4 separate regions of the Zea mays genome follow, and regions 2, 3 and 4 are each linked to region 1. The links are chromatin contacts, called in public Hi-C maps. All regions are on one chromosome and are shown on one strand. The core of a region is the stretch at or near the end of the contact, and the rest is flanking DNA. Distances in the headings are between cores, read along the strand shown.

The links. Hi-C and Micro-C count contacts between places; a contact is called where the count stands out from the background.
Region 2: a contact with region 1 is called in a Hi-C map of leaf, with 7 times the contacts expected there. The contact joins the enhancer-like site here to the promoter of LOC100283229 in region 1. A contact is called at or near these places in 13 of 25 Hi-C or Micro-C datasets (bundle sheath, ear, endosperm and 6 more) and 1 of 3 datasets of contacts at active chromatin or transcription factors (leaf).
Region 3: a Hi-C map of tassel shows a contact between it and region 1, with 2.9 times the contacts expected there. The contact joins the promoter of LOC100274223 here to the promoter of LOC100283229 in region 1. A contact is called at or near these places in 9 of 25 Hi-C or Micro-C datasets (ear, leaf, root tip and 3 more) and 1 of 3 datasets of contacts at active chromatin or transcription factors (leaf).
Region 4: a contact with region 1 is called in a Hi-C map of tassel, with 3 times the contacts expected there. The contact joins the promoter of LOC100283120 here to the promoter of LOC100283229 in region 1. A contact is called at or near these places in 2 of 25 Hi-C or Micro-C datasets (ear and tassel).

What each region holds. Positions count from the first base shown.
Region 1 is chr7:168,171,987-168,176,297 of Zm-B73-REFERENCE-NAM-5.0, reverse strand. It overlaps LOC100283229 (Cupredoxin superfamily protein), which reads left to right and starts at 2,266. Exons shown (of 2, transcript NM_001156131.2): 1 at 2,266-2,508. The coding sequence starts at 2,346. It overlaps LOC103633319 (a long non-coding RNA gene), which reads left to right and starts at 2,515. Exons shown (of 2, transcript XR_556456.2): 1 at 2,515-3,543; 2 at 4,001-4,311. LOC103633320 (a long non-coding RNA gene) reads left to right here. Exons shown (of 2, transcript XR_556457.3): 2 at 1-34.
Region 2 is chr7:168,444,995-168,448,879 of Zm-B73-REFERENCE-NAM-5.0, reverse strand. No RefSeq gene overlaps it. Among protein-coding and RNA genes, the nearest start is that of LOC100274223, 18 kb to the left of the region's middle. Within about 2 kb of position 2,444, at least 18 of the 20 cell types and tissues checked have an H3K27ac peak or open chromatin away from gene starts, as enhancers often do. A contact at or near this core is called in bundle sheath, ear, endosperm and 5 more, where this site is marked.
Region 3 is chr7:168,462,147-168,466,585 of Zm-B73-REFERENCE-NAM-5.0, reverse strand. LOC100274223 (Vacuole membrane protein KMS1) reads left to right here and starts at 1,942. Exons shown (of 8, transcript NM_001148594.1): 1 at 1,942-2,258; 2 at 3,271-3,482; 3 at 4,164-4,242; 4 at 4,340-4,439. The coding sequence starts at 2,216.
Region 4 is chr7:168,500,142-168,504,527 of Zm-B73-REFERENCE-NAM-5.0, reverse strand. It overlaps LOC100283120 (axial regulator YABBY2), which reads right to left and starts at 1,614. Exons shown (of 7, transcript NM_001156022.1): 1 at 1,420-1,614; 2 at 1,161-1,304; 3 at 945-1,068; 4 at 794-842; 5 at 256-331; 6 at 37-85; 7 at 1-7. The coding sequence starts at 1,518. The coding sequence ends at 47.

The DNA.
Region 1 (4,311 bases), core at 1,017-3,516:
GGCCTGAGAAGTAGGTCGGGCCAAGTTGCTTGCATCTAGTGATCGCAACGCCCCACGTGCCAGAGCCTGTTGTCTGCTCCCTGAGCAAGATTATTGTCTTCAGCTTCAGCCCCAAAATTCTCCGCAAGAGAATTCACCCCTTCTCACCCAAACTACGACAAGTCCTTCACAGCCATCCAAAACTATGTAGATTTTTTTTTCTGCGGCCATCCATTTAGAACTTTTTTATTCTCTTATTACCATCATCGTTATATGAAGTCATATTCCCTCGATTGCTACTCATCGAATACTAGTAGTACTACTGAGAGAATAAAACAACGTTACAAGATATTTTTTAAACAATGTTATATAAGATTAGATTCGTGAGCACCGACAATTACCAAAATTAAATCACTTCTTATACTCTAGCCATGATAGTATGCTTAGGTAATTTACTTTATCCGATTAATTTAATTTTAAGCATAGTTCAATACTATTTATAAGCAGATATATTTTTTTCTCTAAAACCTATTGAAAAGAAAATTTAGCATATCATGTGTTGTTCAAACCAAAAAAAAATGAAATATTGCATCCTTCCACAACGACTGGTGCCGTGAGAGGATGTATTCATGTATTACGACCATCACATAAACCTTGTGATTGGTTGACTGGGTGCGCAGCGCCCGTCTCTGGCTAGCCCGGACCGCGGGATACGCAGGATATGCGTGTTTCCGTGCATGCAGACAATCAAGCCAAAAAAAAAGCCTATGCTGCATGTGCGGGTACATGCTGCCACCCTTCTCTTCGGTTAACCAAATAGGTGCTGCGCAAGATCAACGGAACGCCGCGGGTAGATGCAGCCGGCCAACCAACCAATCACGTAGAAAGAGAACACGGCAACGGCAACACTGTCTGAGGTTGCACCAAAAGTTGCAGCAAACAACAACGATAGAGCGTGGAAGTAGGATGGGCTTTTTTTCCCGTTCCAGCAAACAGTCCAGACTCCAGACATGTATTGATCCGGCCTTTGGGCCTTCCCTCTCGTCTCGTCGTCCGCCAGCCAGATGCTTGCCTCGCGGGCTCACGGCGTCCGGCGAGGCCTGAGCTCATGGTGTCGTCACGCCGATCGTCAGCCGTCAGTAGTAACTCACGAGCCCGGTTCACGAACGACACGCTTGTCCAGTGCATCTTCCGCTTGTGTTTGGCCGCCCCCGTCTCCGGATGACCGGGGCGCGACGTGTAGGATCGCTGGATCGACCGGTCAGCGTCCGCCATCGATCAGATCAATACTCTCGAGCCGTGTCGTAGTTGTCCTGTGACGGAGGATACGACAAGATAGACTAGAATGGACTGGACACTGGACTCCACTGAGGGCTTTTGTTTGGGAGCTGAATGAATGGAAACCCCTACACAAGACCATCCATATATGGCCTTAGGACATTTGGCTGTTTGTTCCGTTGTGCGGTTGTGCCAAGCGACCTGTATGTATGTGTGATGTGTGTATATGGACTCTCAAGTACTACCTGCTGCGGTTGTGAACTTCATTCTATGAACAGTGCAGATATGGAGTCAGTTAGTCGTCAGTGCCTCACCGCCGACCACACGTATGCACACACGCTAAAAGCGTTGGGAGTTGGGACACCCGGGTGGAAACTGGAAAGCTTCTGTCCCGGCGCTTATGCCGTGTCCGTGTGTACTTTACTCGACGTGGAAAACGCTTCCCGCTTCCGGTCGACGGCGAGAACACTCCGGGGTCCCGCTCGTCGATGGGACTATGGCTAGACAGACGTAGGCTCGTCGCCATGCACATCTTATCAGCTGCGGTTACGGGAGCACCCCGATTCGACTCATACGGCTGCGTACGACACGATCAAGGGGATCAAAAAAAAATCTGGGCGAGTGCTTGGGCCTTGGATGGCGCTTCTGCACCACATGTGCAGATTCGTTCGGATGATGGAGCGAGCAGCCGAGCAGTAGCAACCGCCACCGCCAGGACCCAGGAGTGGTCGCGTGCCGTGGACAGTGACCCGACCCGCGCCGTATCAGGCAGCGCAGACGAGAACGAGACCCTGGTCAGGCCACCGGACCCGAAAGGCGAAAGCACAAGACCACGAGAAAGTCCATAAAACCCGGGCACACCAGGCCAAGCCATACGTATCGAAGGCTGGACGCAGGGGGGCATTTCCGGGAACCTCGCCGCGGGCGGGGCTGGAAAGCCGCGGAGCTTTTGATTTAACCGGCCGGTTGGTCAGCCAGCCAGCCAGCCAGCCACTCAGTACTGCACACTGCCATCGCTCTCCTACGGTACTGCTGCCTACCGCGCGTCTCGTCCCTTCGCTGCCGCTCTATCTATCTCGGCCGGAGCCATGGGCGGCGGTGGCGCGGCGCTGCTGCTGCTGGTGATGTGGGCGGGCGTGGCGTCGGCGGCCGTGTACGAGGTGGGCGGCACGATTGGGTGGACCGTCATGGGCAACCCCGACTACGCCGCCTGGGCCAGCTCCAAGCAGATCGTCATCGGCGACACTGTTGGTGCGTCCCATCCCTCCCCCTGTCCGTCTCGCTCTTCAGTCACTCGCGCTCTCTTCTGTGCGTCGGAGTCGGACGTGGGTGTGTGCTGATCGAGCCGCAATCACTCCTTAAGTTAGATTTCTTTTTTCCTTCATAACTCCGCTAGGAGAACCGAGAACTTTGAACTGGAGGCACTTTCGACTTACCTACCGAAATTCTGGGAAAAATCCCTAGTCGAGAACTGTAGAACCTAGGCCGGAGGGAGGGACCGTATCCATTCCTCCCGGTGTACGAGACTACGAGTGCACAAATCGGTGGTGCACTAGTGGCAGTCGGGCCGGCACGACACATGGTTGTAGCGATATGAAGACCCGTACTGTACAGAGTAATTTCGCTTTCATCCTCTGTCTGAGGCAGCCATGTCCAATATCCGGCTCTCCACTCCACCACCCTCTGACCCTCTCGAGTTGTTTTGTCTGTCAGTCAGTTTCGGGCTTCAGGTAGCGCCAGTACTGCTACTCCCCTACTACCTGCTACTGCTAGAATCCGGACGCCCTAATTCGGAGCGAGAACTCGCGCGCGTCCAGCAGCAAAAGGCCGCGCACCTCCATTTTAATTTGGTGCCTTCGTGTGGTGCGGCACCACCGAACCGATGGCACCCCCATTCGCCGCCGTCCGCGTCGCGCTATCCACAAACCCTTGGCCTTCACCTGTGGCCTCTTTCTCTTTACACGTGAATGGCAAAGCACCCGAAAATGGGTGGCCACGCTACGTGACCTTCGTGCGGCACGGCGAACGGCGAGCAACGAGCGGTGGCTGCCTCTGCCTGGCACGCTACGTGTACCCGTGGCCTCTTTCTCTTTACGCGTGAATGGGAAACCGGGGCGAGGACTCATTTATTACAGCGCCGCGCCGGCCTGTGCGGCGCTTAGCTAATTACTTGCTCCCGTACGGCCGCCGTAGTGGCAGCACATTGCACAAGTAGTACTCCAGTAGCCCTCGCAAATTCTATGCTGCCGCCGGAAGGGGTACCGCCAATGAAATTAATGATCTAAGGTATGTTCGTTTTAATCTCAAACAACGTGGATCTAATAAAATTGATTGAGTTTAAATCTCTAACATCTCAAAATTATTCCTAATTTATTCCAAGGGCACGTACATAGGAATGTTCCGGGAACATCTAGATTATATGACAAATATAATATTTTAGCATAGATGTGCATAATATCTGGCGGTAATCTTTAGGCTTGTTATTAAGCATATTATTAAAGACAAATATAAATTTCTGTATTATTATTTTTTTCAACATTTTTTATCGGTGAAAAAACATCCAAATCTGAATAATACTCGTATCCGAATTTTAAACCAATTATTCTAAAAAGACACAAAATGAATTTGACATTTACTTTTTATTAATCTTAATAAACTCAAGAATATAAATTTACATAACAAATCCTATATCCTATTTATTCATAATCAAAGAAAGAAGATTAAAAATTTAACATCTTAATAGGTATCCGGATTCGTACTGCGACATTGAATACGTCGTCTCTAGGCAGAAATTAGATAAAAAAATTCCAACATCGACGCTGATTAAGGAGGAGAGACACCTGTCATCTTTCGTGAGAAGATGGCTTCGGCAGGTATTATAATGCAAAGAGATGATAAGACAAGCACTATCTGTCTGTTTTGTTCCATGTTCGACACACGATACAATGTAAACATAGAACCCACCACATGATTTATTATTTATATTGTTTGTACGTGTTTTTATTACACACATAGACAATAATTGTTTGTGGGATATAGATGCCTAATTCTTTC
Region 2 (3,885 bases), core at 1,195-3,694, 270 kb before region 1:
ATTATAAACAAACAAGTGGATCCCAAATATATAGAATCGTCCAGGTCCAGGGGTGAGCGCATCAAACGGGTGCTGTCCCTTTTTATATATTTTAATTTAATAATACTCGTGAAGATAAAAAGCCGATAGCAACGGCACCACCCACAGAGAACAGAAGAGGAGCAAAAGAAACAGCTACCAGTAGAAGCAAGCTGGTGCGTGGCCGCGTGGTGCCTGCCTGCCTTGGCTGGCTGGCTAGCGCCTGCCCTTGCTTTCCTCCCGCATTATAAAAGCGAGGCAGTGTCGCGAGGTGCGTTTCTTGGTGCGCCTTGGTCTTTCTGCGTCCGTGAAGTCCAATGTGCCTCCCGGCCGCCGGGTGAAGACGAAGAGGAGAGTGCCCTCCGCGCTGGCTGAGAAGAAGCGTACCAGTCGGGCGCTGCGGCGCCGTCCATGGCGAGAGAGAGCGTCTGCAGGCCAGCCGAGAGCCCGAGACCAGTCTGCTCGTGCCGGTGTGGGTGACGGGCGTTGCGTCGTGTCCAAGAGCAAGGTACGCCGTACGCTGAAGCTGCTATGCCTTTTGGCCCTGCGTCGTGTCTTTCGACGTTGGCTGGTGGCCCTGGCACCACGCCGTGGAGCGGTGGAGCCGCCGGTGGGCCGGGACGGGAGGCAGGCCGCCGCCGGGTGCTCAGCTCAGCTCTGTCCTAGCGCGCGCCATCCATCGATCTCCGCCACACACCACCAACTGCAAGCTGGCTGTTGACGGCGTGAGGGTTCTCCGACTTCCGAGGGAAGGGAACCGGCCGGCCGGCCGGCCGGAGCTGCAGTACCACGGGTTGGTCATCTCGGCCTTCCATGTCAGAAGAGCACAGCAGCCGGGACACGGAGCTCGAGGCCGGCTGCCGGTGACCTCATGTCATCATCACCCTCTGCCTTCAGGATCACTGCTTCAGTGCTTCTGCATGAATGTGTCACTGCACGTTTCCTTGTAACCAAAAAAAATTCCTAAAATTTTAGATGCTATAAAAAAATCTAAAACTTGCTAGTGTTTTATCTATGTTGGCGGCAAAGTAAAGACGTTTGATACCATAGAAAGACAAACCATAAATTATTAAAAAAACAATTTGCTTGTACTACCTGATCATATAACAGTGTTGTCGAAAAAAATGTTTTTAAAAACTGACATTACAAATTTAGATATAGAAGAAGTGAAAAAAAGGAAGAAAGAAAAACAGGGGTTTTGGCTTCTTCGCCGCCGTGTATCCACATGCTCTTCCTGTGACACTAGCAGTTCGTTTCAACCTCCTGCACTACTGTACTCCTACTCTCCCCCTTCGCAATTTTCCCTGGTCTTTGTTCCATGTTCCGCCCCCTTTTCTCCTGATCATCTAGAACGTGGGGCTCTAGTCTACACGCTGCCGTCTCTGTCTCTCGCACTCACTTCACTCACGTTATGCTGAAAAGAGGAGATTGACCGTGACAACACCTACTGTTCTCTGTACTGTACATCAGAGCTGTGTTGGTGTTGCCAATAAATCCTGCAGTCATGGTCGTTCCACAGTCGATAGTCGACGCCATAGATAGCAATCAAATCTACCGACGGCATTGAACAGGGTCGATTCCGCGGATAAAATAACGTCTTTTTCCCCAAGCAGTTTACATGCATGCGCCCTGTGCTTACACTAGCGACAGTATACTCCACAAAATAAATAACACGGCGCATACTAGAAGGATTACAAAATTACAGCGCCAGTTTACCTACCCTGACGTCAAAGGAGTCAGCATCGTACCCTGGATTTCATATATAATATCGCAGCCAGTAAAAAAAATATTTCCAGGGGCAGGGTGGGTGGGTGGGGTCTTTTTGGTACTCGTAAGCCGCACATCACATCCGCACGGCCCCGCGCGCATACGCATCCGCACCGCGGCACCGGCCCGGCCGCCCGGTGCCCGATCGCCCTCCGCTTCAACTTTTGCTAGCCCCCCGCCCGTACGCTCCAGCCACACAACGTCCCGGCCAACCGCCGATCCGCAGAGGATCCGGCCTGGGACCCGCCAGGCCTACGACAAGATCCGGTGCTCACGTGAGTGGCGTGTGGTCCCACGACTCCCCCCCTGCCCCACACGCTTTTCCCACCACCGAACGAACCTGCCCGCGGCCGGCCCCACCGGCTGGGAGAAAACAGCAAGGGAGTGACAGGAGGGCCAGGCCCCGCATGTCACTCGCCCGCCAACAGGGAAAGGCGCCCGGGCGCAAGACGAGCGCGGCTTTTCCTTGCCTTCGTTTTTTTTTCCATTCTCCGTCCTCCGTGGCCGTGGAGATAGCGAGACAGGCAGACAGCGAGGGAGAAAAATATAGATAAAACCATTGGGGGGAAATAAAATTCCCGGCTTATCCTCTGGTGGGGCCCACCACATCCGCACCCCCTTTCCTTTTTAGAGGTCGTGGTGGTGGTGCACGACAGCCCATGGTGGACCGTGCCCACGCGTTCCCCGTCACGCGGGGCGTAGAGCGACCTCTGTTAACTCACGGTCACAGCTAAAGCTAGCCGCCGGGCTAACGGCACCGTTACATCCAGCTCCAGCGGCCGGCCCCACCAGGTCGTATCTGGCGCGGCGCTGCCGCCGGGCCCGGGGCTGTGAATTTTGACCCGCCGGCCGCCTCGGCCGTGGCTACCAAATGCAGGCGCGCCGCCGTTGATGGGCTGCCATGTTCTCTATATCCGTCACTTACGGTCTTCTCTAAATATTTTTATCCTCTATATCTCTTTCCTCTCCAACAACGTTATCTAAATCACGTTCTCTATACTCAACTATCTATATTAGAGACACTTTTTTATTTTTATTTTTTTATATACGTATTTGTCATACTCTCAAATATATTGTATATATTTTTCTTTTACTAAATAGGTTATTTAAAGTACTGAAATGATAGATAATCGTTTAGAGAAACTTTATATAGAGAGAATTCAGCAGCGTTCTCTAAATTTAGAGAACCGTTTAAATAACGTTGTTGGAGAGCGTAGAGTACCGTTTGATTGCGGGACAACCAGAACAGCTAGAACAGGGACGTTCGTTGATAGGACAAATACGTATTTATGATAGAGGATTATTTAGAAGCCCTTACTAGAGTCAGCCTTATGGCGATGCCGGCAGGGATGAAAACGGTCGGAAACGGTATTTATTCGGTAATCAGTTTTTTGATCGTCTTTCTTTGATTGCGAATAAATAGGATATATAATCTACAATACAAATTTGTATTCTTGTTTTTAACATTCAGCTTGTAAAGATTCATAAAAGGTAAACCTCAAATTCATTCTATATTTTCTCAAATAATAGATATAAACTTCGGTATGGATTCGGAAATAAATTCGGTAATTTTTTCAACGTTTCGTGCTGTAGGGAGCAAATAATACATAAAATAATTTGTGTAATATTTTATTCATATGTGTACTAATGTGCTTGATAACATAAGAAAAGATCAACATTAAATTTTATGCATATTTATTTTAAAATATTAAATTTGTTCTAAGAGTTCGGATTACCGTTTTCATCCCTAGATGCCGGGCGAGAGTGACGGCACCCACACGTGTTCATATCGCCCAGCGCGGAAACCGTGCCAGGAAGGAGAACCTCCGGTTAAAAGAGAGAAATACCTGTTATTTTTTATTAACCCAAATTTATTTATTTGCGGGAAGTCACTAAACTACCACCTCCGTTCCTTATAATTTATAATTCGTTATACTTTTCTACGCTAAATTTAATTAACTCGTCTTACTAAAAATTATAATTATTATTTATTTTTACCGTAATATAATTTAGCATGTACTCCCATCTCCGTACCAAATTAAAATTTGTTTTACATTTTTTACTAATTTCGTATAATAATTAATATATGTTGTATATATA
Region 3 (4,439 bases), core at 693-3,192, 290 kb before region 1:
TCTACATGAGTTGGAGCGAATCAGATTTCTGTGTAGTGTTTACACGATTATTTGCTTATATGATCTAAAACGTTCTATAAATTTCATCAATTCTACAACCTATTTGTTGGAGCAAACTTCGTTGTAAGTCACGATGATATCGTTTTTTAGTTTAGAATTAATCTGTTATATGGACAAGATGTTTTTTCACATGTGGTTTATACTTTGTTCATATCATAATTGCTTTAACAATTAATTTAATCTTAGAAATGCACAATTCTCTACCAGACACATTAATTAACACTAGTCGGCTGCCCGTGCGTTGCGACGACTTACAACAATATCCACGTAAACTATCCACAAAAAATCAAGATTTGTTTATTGATTGTCTCCGCTCTCCGTATAATATTTTTTTGATTTAGCTAATTGATGTTATTGTTTACTCCATGCAATATATCATGGTACAACACGGCTAATAAAGTGAGCGATTAGAAGAGAGTTCACAACGACTGAGTGAACGAACAGAGATTATAAAATGACATAATTCCACCATACAGAGACCAAATAAGAGAAAGTTTATGAGCTCAAGTTTCTAAAATAAGTCACATGAACTCAAACTTATAAAAAAGATGGATCAAAATATGGAGTGATTGATAAAGTCAGGCATCAATAAAAACTAGATGCGCTCCATATAAATTATGCTACTTCGTAGCAATTACTAACGTTTAAAACCAACAAATAACCTTTCATTTTACTGTTAGTGTGACAAATCATTGTTGCTCCATCTAATTCAGCAACCTCAAACACCATGGAGTCAATTGCGCCAATGTGGTCTCAGAAACAACCCAATGCTTGTAAGAGCCAAGAACGTCGTGCCGTGTTTGGGCTGTAGCCTCGCCCCGTAGTGCTGCCCCGGACCGACACGATTATATTTTTTATTTTAAAAAAATGTATATACATATATACATATTCAATATTAAAAACATCTGAGCATGATGTTCTATTGGTTAGACAGCTTCACCCAATATTTTCTACCCTTGTTCCATCAGGGCATGGGTTCGAACCTCACCTCATGCACCACTTTTTAACATTTTACGCTGATTTAAACAAATGGGCCGATAGGTTGGCCCGTCACGGTCAGCAGGCCGGCATGACGTGCATGGACCAGAGTTGTGTCCCGCGAGCGTCTGGCCCATGCTGAGCCGCCGTTTAGCCATATATAGACGTGCAACGATAAATGTGAGGGGTTCTTTGTAAAAAGATGACGCGTGACGACCGTTGAAACTGGTGCTTTAAGTATAATATAGAATATAGATATAGATATTGATTAATGAATATACAAACCATCATAGTTTTTTTTGGTTGGGAGTGCCCATATATAATTTCTCCAGAATCGGGAGACCAATGAGCTAAACCCACTCGATCAAATAGCAATGTGCCAATGTCTCACTTACCTGTTTGGCAATTTGGCAAAACTAGCTAGGCATTTATAGCTCTTAAAAATATTAAATATAAAATTAAAGATTTGATAGTGTGGCTCGACCCTTAGGCTTTGTTTAGGTACTCTCACTTAATCTATGTGTATTGAATTGGATTGAGATGTAACTTAAACTAAATTACACTCGAATCAACTTCGATACATATGGATTGAAATGAATACGAGGTATTCAAACCAAGGCCGTTTCCTATCACTAGCAGCATAATTCTAAAGCTTTGATTTCGGGTTTTTAAAAAGAAAAACGTTGGCAGCAGCTCATAAACTCCGCCCCGAATAACGGAATTGAAGATCGGATCTCTAAACAACCACGTCAGTTTCCTGCCCTCATCGGTTACCTTTGTCCCCAACGCATGTATCCGCGTTTGCGTTGCGTCTGTGCCTGACGGGGTAAATCGTGAAACCCCGGGCAAAGCGCATAAAAAACGGAAAGCCGTTCTCATCTTGCCCTCCTTTTTAGCTTTTAGCTTGCGCCTTGCGTTCGCGGAAAAGGCTCATCTTTTCAGGTGGAAGGAGCGATTCGTCTGTGCCTGCGCCTCGCCGGGCTCGTGCCGCTGTACCCTCCTTCTCCAGGAGACCTGTACGGTGAAGGGGCGTTCCCGCGCCAAACGGGAAGCAAAGCTCGCTCGCGCCCTTTTTTTCGGATCATATAACGCCGGCGCCTAGCTCAAACACCACAGCTCGCTGCCTAGATCTACGCGGCAGCGGCGGCGGCAGAGGAGAGGGACCCGGAGCTGCGCCATGGGTCCTACCGCCGGCTCCGGCGAGGACAAGGCTATGTCAGGTGAGTGAGTCGATCGGATGCGGGCTCTGCGGAGGGATCGCGTTGTTTGGTGTCCGCCCATTGTTCTTGGAGATACGCTGTCTGGTTTAATTGTTGGGTTTAAATCATCTTGCGCTGTTCACACCTGACATCTGTGCCTGTGGTGCGTAATTATGGAAATCGCTGTTGCTGATCTAGCTGCCGTGGAGCTGCGAATGCGTGTCTTTGAGGTTTTCCTACAAGCTTGGAATATTTCATGTTTTTTCCTACTCTTTCCTACAAAGCCAGATTGGGGATAACGGATAGGAAAACAGAATGTCTTCCTTGTTTGGTTTACTTATTTTTCTTGCCCGCGATTCGAAGCAGAGTAGAACCGTTCTTTTTTAGCAGCGAAATTGCATGCTTGGTATTGGTCATCCAATCTGTGATTTTTTTATTCAAGCATTGGATGCTTTTAGAATACCTTTTGAAGGTTAAAACTTAAAACTGAGGTTTTCCACGCTTATCAATTTAGATTTTAGATCGTATTTTGGCGGTTGGCGTCTGATTGAATTATCATTGTCTACTTGATTTTTTTTCTTCAGGTTTTTTTACATGATAAAATATTGGCATCTAGGAGTGGTCGTTTTACTAATTTGTCTTTTTCTCCGTTATATTACCCTTGTGGCAATGATGCCATGATTTCAATGCAAATTTAGTTTTCCAGCTTGAAGACAAATACATATGTCAATGTCACTGTCACAAAGCCTCTGTGTTGTGGAAGGTTAACTGCAATTTTTTTGAAAGATCTGGTTGCCCAGCTTTGATTTTTAATAACTAGGCGACATCAGTTACAGAATTTGCGTAATTACGATTTACGATATGTGAACCAGTTACCTAGAATGTTAATAATTCACAGTGTGCGTTGGATTCTCCGTATGGCACTACAGGCTGAGATTAAAACATGACTTTTCTTAACACTTTGCTAACTGAACGAATAATGAGATATATTGCAGTGTAATCCATGATCTAACCGGTGCACTTCATATTTCAGAGCTCCGGAAAAAACATCGTGTGGACCTAGAGAGACTAACAATTACATCGCGACCATTCAAGACATTGTCATTCTTTGTGTTAGCCATTGCTCAGAATTTGGAAAGAACATGTTCATCTGTTCTGAAAAAAGGTTACCAGTTAAAAACCGCAATGCTTTTGGTTGTTGCTACTTGGCTTCTGCTCATGTTCACTGATGGCCTGAATGAAAAGGTACCATCTTGTTTTAAATTAATTAGAACATATGTGTTTTGCAGGATTAAGAACAGTCTGAGTTACATAAATGCTACATATTAGATAATGAGTTGCAAGAAAGCTTTGCCCTTTTTTTATTCTTTTTGGCACGAATATTTGAAAGTGGGTGATAAACTGCAGTCTGTTTTTTACTCTTACTCTTAGCATCTCCAAGAGCTCCCCAGAAAATAACTCCTCAAAATTAGTTTTAAGGGATATCTAAAAAATTAGTGGGGATAGATTTTAATTCTTTCTCCAACAGATCCCTTAAAGCGGCAGATTGTTTCTGGGGAACAAAAAAAACCCTCATTTGTAGCTACAAATGAGGGGGTTTTAAGGGCTATGAAAACGTTGAGAGCACTTTAGGGAAACTGTTGGAGACACGTGTGTTTTTCCCAAAAAACTGAATTTAGGGGAGACTTCTGGGGAGCTCTTGGGAAAAGTTGTGTTTTCCCCCAAAAAATTAATCCCGCTGTATTTGGGGAAGCCCTAAAACTATCTGCCATTTGGCAAATTTGCTTGTATATTGTTCAAGAAAATTTCATCTACATCGCTACAGCTTGGTCACATTAATAATAATTTGCTTCCAATATCTCCCGTTGCATGCCCAATATGCAGCTTGGATAAACATTAAAACATGGTATGTTGTCATTGATGCAGCATCTGCAGGAGCTATTTTGGTATGTCAGGTTTGGATTGTGGTGGATTATACTAGGGGTTGCTTCATCCATTGGATTAGGTAATTCCAAATAGTTCCAGATTTGATGAAACTGTGCATTATGAGTTTTATTAGTTGATTTAAATATAACATGGGTTTCTGCTAAATTATTTTGCAGGTTCTGGTTTGCACACTTTCATAATGTATTTGGCTCCCCATGTTGCCCTGTTCACTATCAAAGCGGTTCAGTGTGGTAGGGTTGATTTGAAAAGTGCTCC
Region 4 (4,386 bases), core at 365-2,864, 330 kb before region 1:
TTGCAGCGTGCAAATCTGGAAACCGCGTGCAGCAGCAGCAGATCCATCAGCCTCCCGTCTTCTGGATCCTAGGTAAGTGAGCCCACTGCAGTGAAGGAACCAATATGATAGCTTGCTAACAATGTGAAGTTTTGATGGATAATGGTTTGATGAACAATATGAATGGATAATGGTTCGATGAACAAATAATCCAAAAACTAGTTGAGGCAGATCAGAATAGTCTGGGGAGCTTGCAGTCCGCTGAAGAACGCCTACATTCTTAGAAGCAGCGCTGAAGGCCTCCTTGTGGGTGATGCCCGGGTCTCTTGCCTTAATCCTCTGTATCTCCTCCCTGAGTAACAATCAGATGAGCGCATATTAAAGATCTCGTCGTCTCTACCAGAGTAGCAGCTAAAAACATGCTGAAATTTCAATCACAATATATATATAACCAGCTGTTGGTTTTATAGTCAACAACGCTAACAGTTCTTATGCATTTGACCTGTATGAGTGTATACCCGAAGCATGCGTGTACACGATCCGTATGTCTCGTAAACTATTGTACGCAAAATGCTGACTATGAGTGTGTTTGGTTTGAAAAATAAAGTAATTCATCTTCTTCTCACTTCTCATTTTTTTATTTGGTTTGTGGAATAGAATGGGTTGATCTATCATCACCCCATTCCTCATAAGCTAATAATTAGTATATATATGAGGAGTGAGTTGATTACACCAAAATTAATGGAATGAACTTATAATGCATCACCTCATGAAGCATAGAGTGACTCCACAAACCAAACAAAGGCATTCTTACTTGATGAAGCAATTGTAGGCCGACGGCGTCCGTTGCTTCCTAAGTGGAGCTGCGAAATGTTTCAAAAGCACATGCTTGCTTAAGTACGAACGATGAGAAGTGCCAAAATATCAGTGGAGGCATTGTTAAAACCGCGCGTGTGATCACCTACGTTTGTTAACCGCAGGGAAGGCGGCATGGTTGTCGGCAACGGTAGCAGCCTCCGTTGTCTCCCCCCGGTCCTCTCCGCTGCTCTCGTCGGAGTCCCTGGGCGGCGGATCAACGCCGCCGGCCTCCTGTTTCATCGAACGGGACGCGTCGTCGTTTGCCCAATGAGCGAGGACGCGCGCTAATGCAAAGGGAGGGCAGGGCAGGGCACGGTGGGAACCTGCATCAGGGGAAGCAGCTCGACGGACGCCGGCGCCGGCGCCTCGTCGGGCGGCAGCGCGACGGAGAGGATGCCGCAGCAGCTTCCGCACTGCACGGCCACCGTCTTCAGCAGCTGCAGGCTGCCGCCGATCGGCACGCCCACCTGCATTGCATGCGTAGGCAGGCAGGCAGGCAATCGTGCGCGCCGTACGTGAGACCGTGTGTGGGCATTGGCGGTTTCCGGAGCATGCAGTGCATACAGGTCGTTGTTAAGTTACCAGCAGGATGGTGGCGCAGAATTTGCACTGCACGTAGCCGAGGCGCTCCGGGAGGGCGGCGCCGAAGCAAGGGTGGCGTGGCGACGACGACGACGACATGGCCGTCCGTCCGCCGTTGAGCTCCACAGCGCGAAGCAGCAAAGAGCGGGGTGGTGGTGAGTGGTGACTGGTGAGTTGGTGACAGGACAGACAGTGTAGGGTGTCACCATGGGGTGGTGTTCAATAGATTTTGTAGGCGGCAGCCGGGAACGACGACGATAAACTAAAGACGCAGCCTGGCCTGTAATCCAACATTACGTTTGCGAAACCGGGCAAGTTACGTGCGCGCGCATCGCATGTGCTCGCGGCATGTGAGTGGCAGCGCTTCCAATCAATGAAGTGATCGGAACTTCCCATGCAAGTGCCCCGGACAGGCAGCCATGCCCATCTCTGCGTATTTCGGGTACAGGCCCCGCCCTGGCCCCGGCCCCTGTTTCTAGAGGCCACAAGAGGGCCTCAGCCTTTCAGGGGAAACTTTTTAATCTGGCGAACCAGACGCTGGGCATGTGAGAATCGGCGCCTTATCGCAGTCGCAGTCGGCCTGCGCACTGTTCTGCTCTCATCAGAAATCCATGCTGCTGCGAGAGTCAGCCACTGAGCCACCACACTGACTGCCATAAAGGTCTTGCACGGCAATTTTGCTCCATGGCAGGTTTGGTAAAAGAAAAGAAAAAAAAACAGTTGGTGCTCCTTCGGATTTCGAGTGACTTTCAGTTGCAGCCCAGAGGCTCTAGCTACTCCTCTCTTCGGTTACGTGGTCTCGGCGCCTTTTGCCACTCTCAAGATTCGTCCGATCCGGGCAAGCCTATTGAATTTCCAGATTCCGCGACAAAAAGACTCGTTCTAAATAAACGTAGGAGTTGCCGAGTTCAAGTCTTGGAGGCAGCGCTTCGGCCATGGCGTTAATCTTGGAGTTGGTCATTTCGTTGAGCGCGACGGAATCCGTAAGGTCTTTGTCGACGATAGGTGCCTGACCAGCCTGCTGAACTTGTCGACCTGAGTGCTGAGCCTCGTGCGTCCTCTCCACGACGCCGGCGGCGCGCGGTCCGCGGCGAAGTCTGCCCCCCCCCCCCCCCCCCCAGAGGGGACTCGTCCCGCTCAGAATCCTCGCTGAAAAGATGGCCGACGCAGAAAACCACGAGGTCTCCCTGTATTTCTCTTTTATCTACTACCTCCGGTTAAGGGGTGTTTGGTTACACCCCGCTAAAATTTAGCTCCTATCCCATCGAATGTTTGAACCTCCGTTTCGGGTATTAAATGTAGTCGGATTATAAAACTAATTTGTCAGCCGAAGATTAAAAGACGGGACGAATTTAGTCCAGTTGGTTGGGTCTATATTTCATACTCCTATTTAAAAGTCAAACGCTTGATGTAACCCGGGCTAAACTTTAGCAGGAGCAACCAAACACCCCCTAAGAGCTAGTTTCCTATTTATTTTAAAGAATTCTATTTTTTTCAACGAAAATTAGTTCATGAAAATGAAAATTCTTTTTTTTAAAAAATAAAGCTGTTAAACTAGCCTTAAAAGATTCTCTCACAAACCATTCCTTTTGTGTACCTTAACCTTAGCAGAACCCGATCTAGGTAGGGAGCCACCACTCCACCAGAACGGTGGCTCTAGGCCCCTAAATCCCATAGGCCCCCTCCTTCTGCCTTTTCTATATAGTTACTTTAGTTTTGGTCTAGTTAAGAAATACAAAGAAGACAAAAATGAAGCAGTCCAACATCATGCCTTTCAGTCGAAAGAAAAGCAAAAGCCCCACACTGTAATATGAAGAGATCGTGAAAGCTTTTAATGGTTTCATCATCCTATCTGTGTATTTTATCGCTTCTTCCATGACGATGCTGAGTCTAGAAACTGGCGTCCAACGCAATTTACAGTTACAGCACTGGGACGCGAATGCGCATCGCTGTCCAAATCCAGCCTTGATGGGCATACCATTCTTTCAATTTAATTGCTATACCAGCCGCGATCTCATATTCTTGTTCTGTCATGTGTATTACTTCATGCATGACATTCAAACAAGTATACTTCTCTTCTTCTTAATTTAATCCAGATCATGATGACTAGAAAGTATATGTAAGCAACGAAAAAAGGAAAAATAAATAAAGAAAGAGACAAGACAAGTTGATCAAATCACAAAAGGGTGCTATGGATAATTTTTTATTGTAACACCCTAAAATTCTATTTTTGGATTTATAAAAACTTCTCCAAGAAGATTTGAGTTAAAATGTCTTTTAAGAAGGGTTTCCTTACTTTTTGAAGTTATTTTCCTAAAACAGAAAAATGATAATATTAAATTTTGATTTAAATTTTTCGAACTAGAATTTAAACTTGGAACAAAAAAAGAAAGATTTTCTATCTAATTATTTGAGTGGATATTCCTTTCAAGAATATTAAATATATATGTATTTATTTAAATGAGTAATATAAAAATAAAAATTGCATCTCATGCTGGAGTTTTGTTTGTGCATTGAAATCCGAATCTGTAAATCAAAACCAAAAAATAATCTGAAATACCCGCCTTTGGGCCGAAACCGCTTGCCCTCGGCCCAGCTAAACTTTGTCTAGCCCAATGGCACGTCGTGCCTCCTTCTTGCGCCGGAAGGTGGGGGCCACTGTCAGCCTCACCTTTCTTCCTCACACACGGACCGAAGGAGTCACTTGCGAGCGGGTGTGAAGCATCTAGGCCACTAAGTAGTGTTTTGGTAACTAATGACGATTATATGTGGACTAACGAATTCTCGGAGAAATAAAAATACAAAGTTGGACCATCCAAAGATGAGCTACAATGAAAGTTTTGCAGACTTTGATATTGATTGTGAAATGGGTCTACGCAAAGGTATTCAATAGGGTTTTACTTTTGTCGGCCACAAGGTGATTAGAGAAGTAATTTGATCGGATTATTACGCTAGATGGTCGTACTA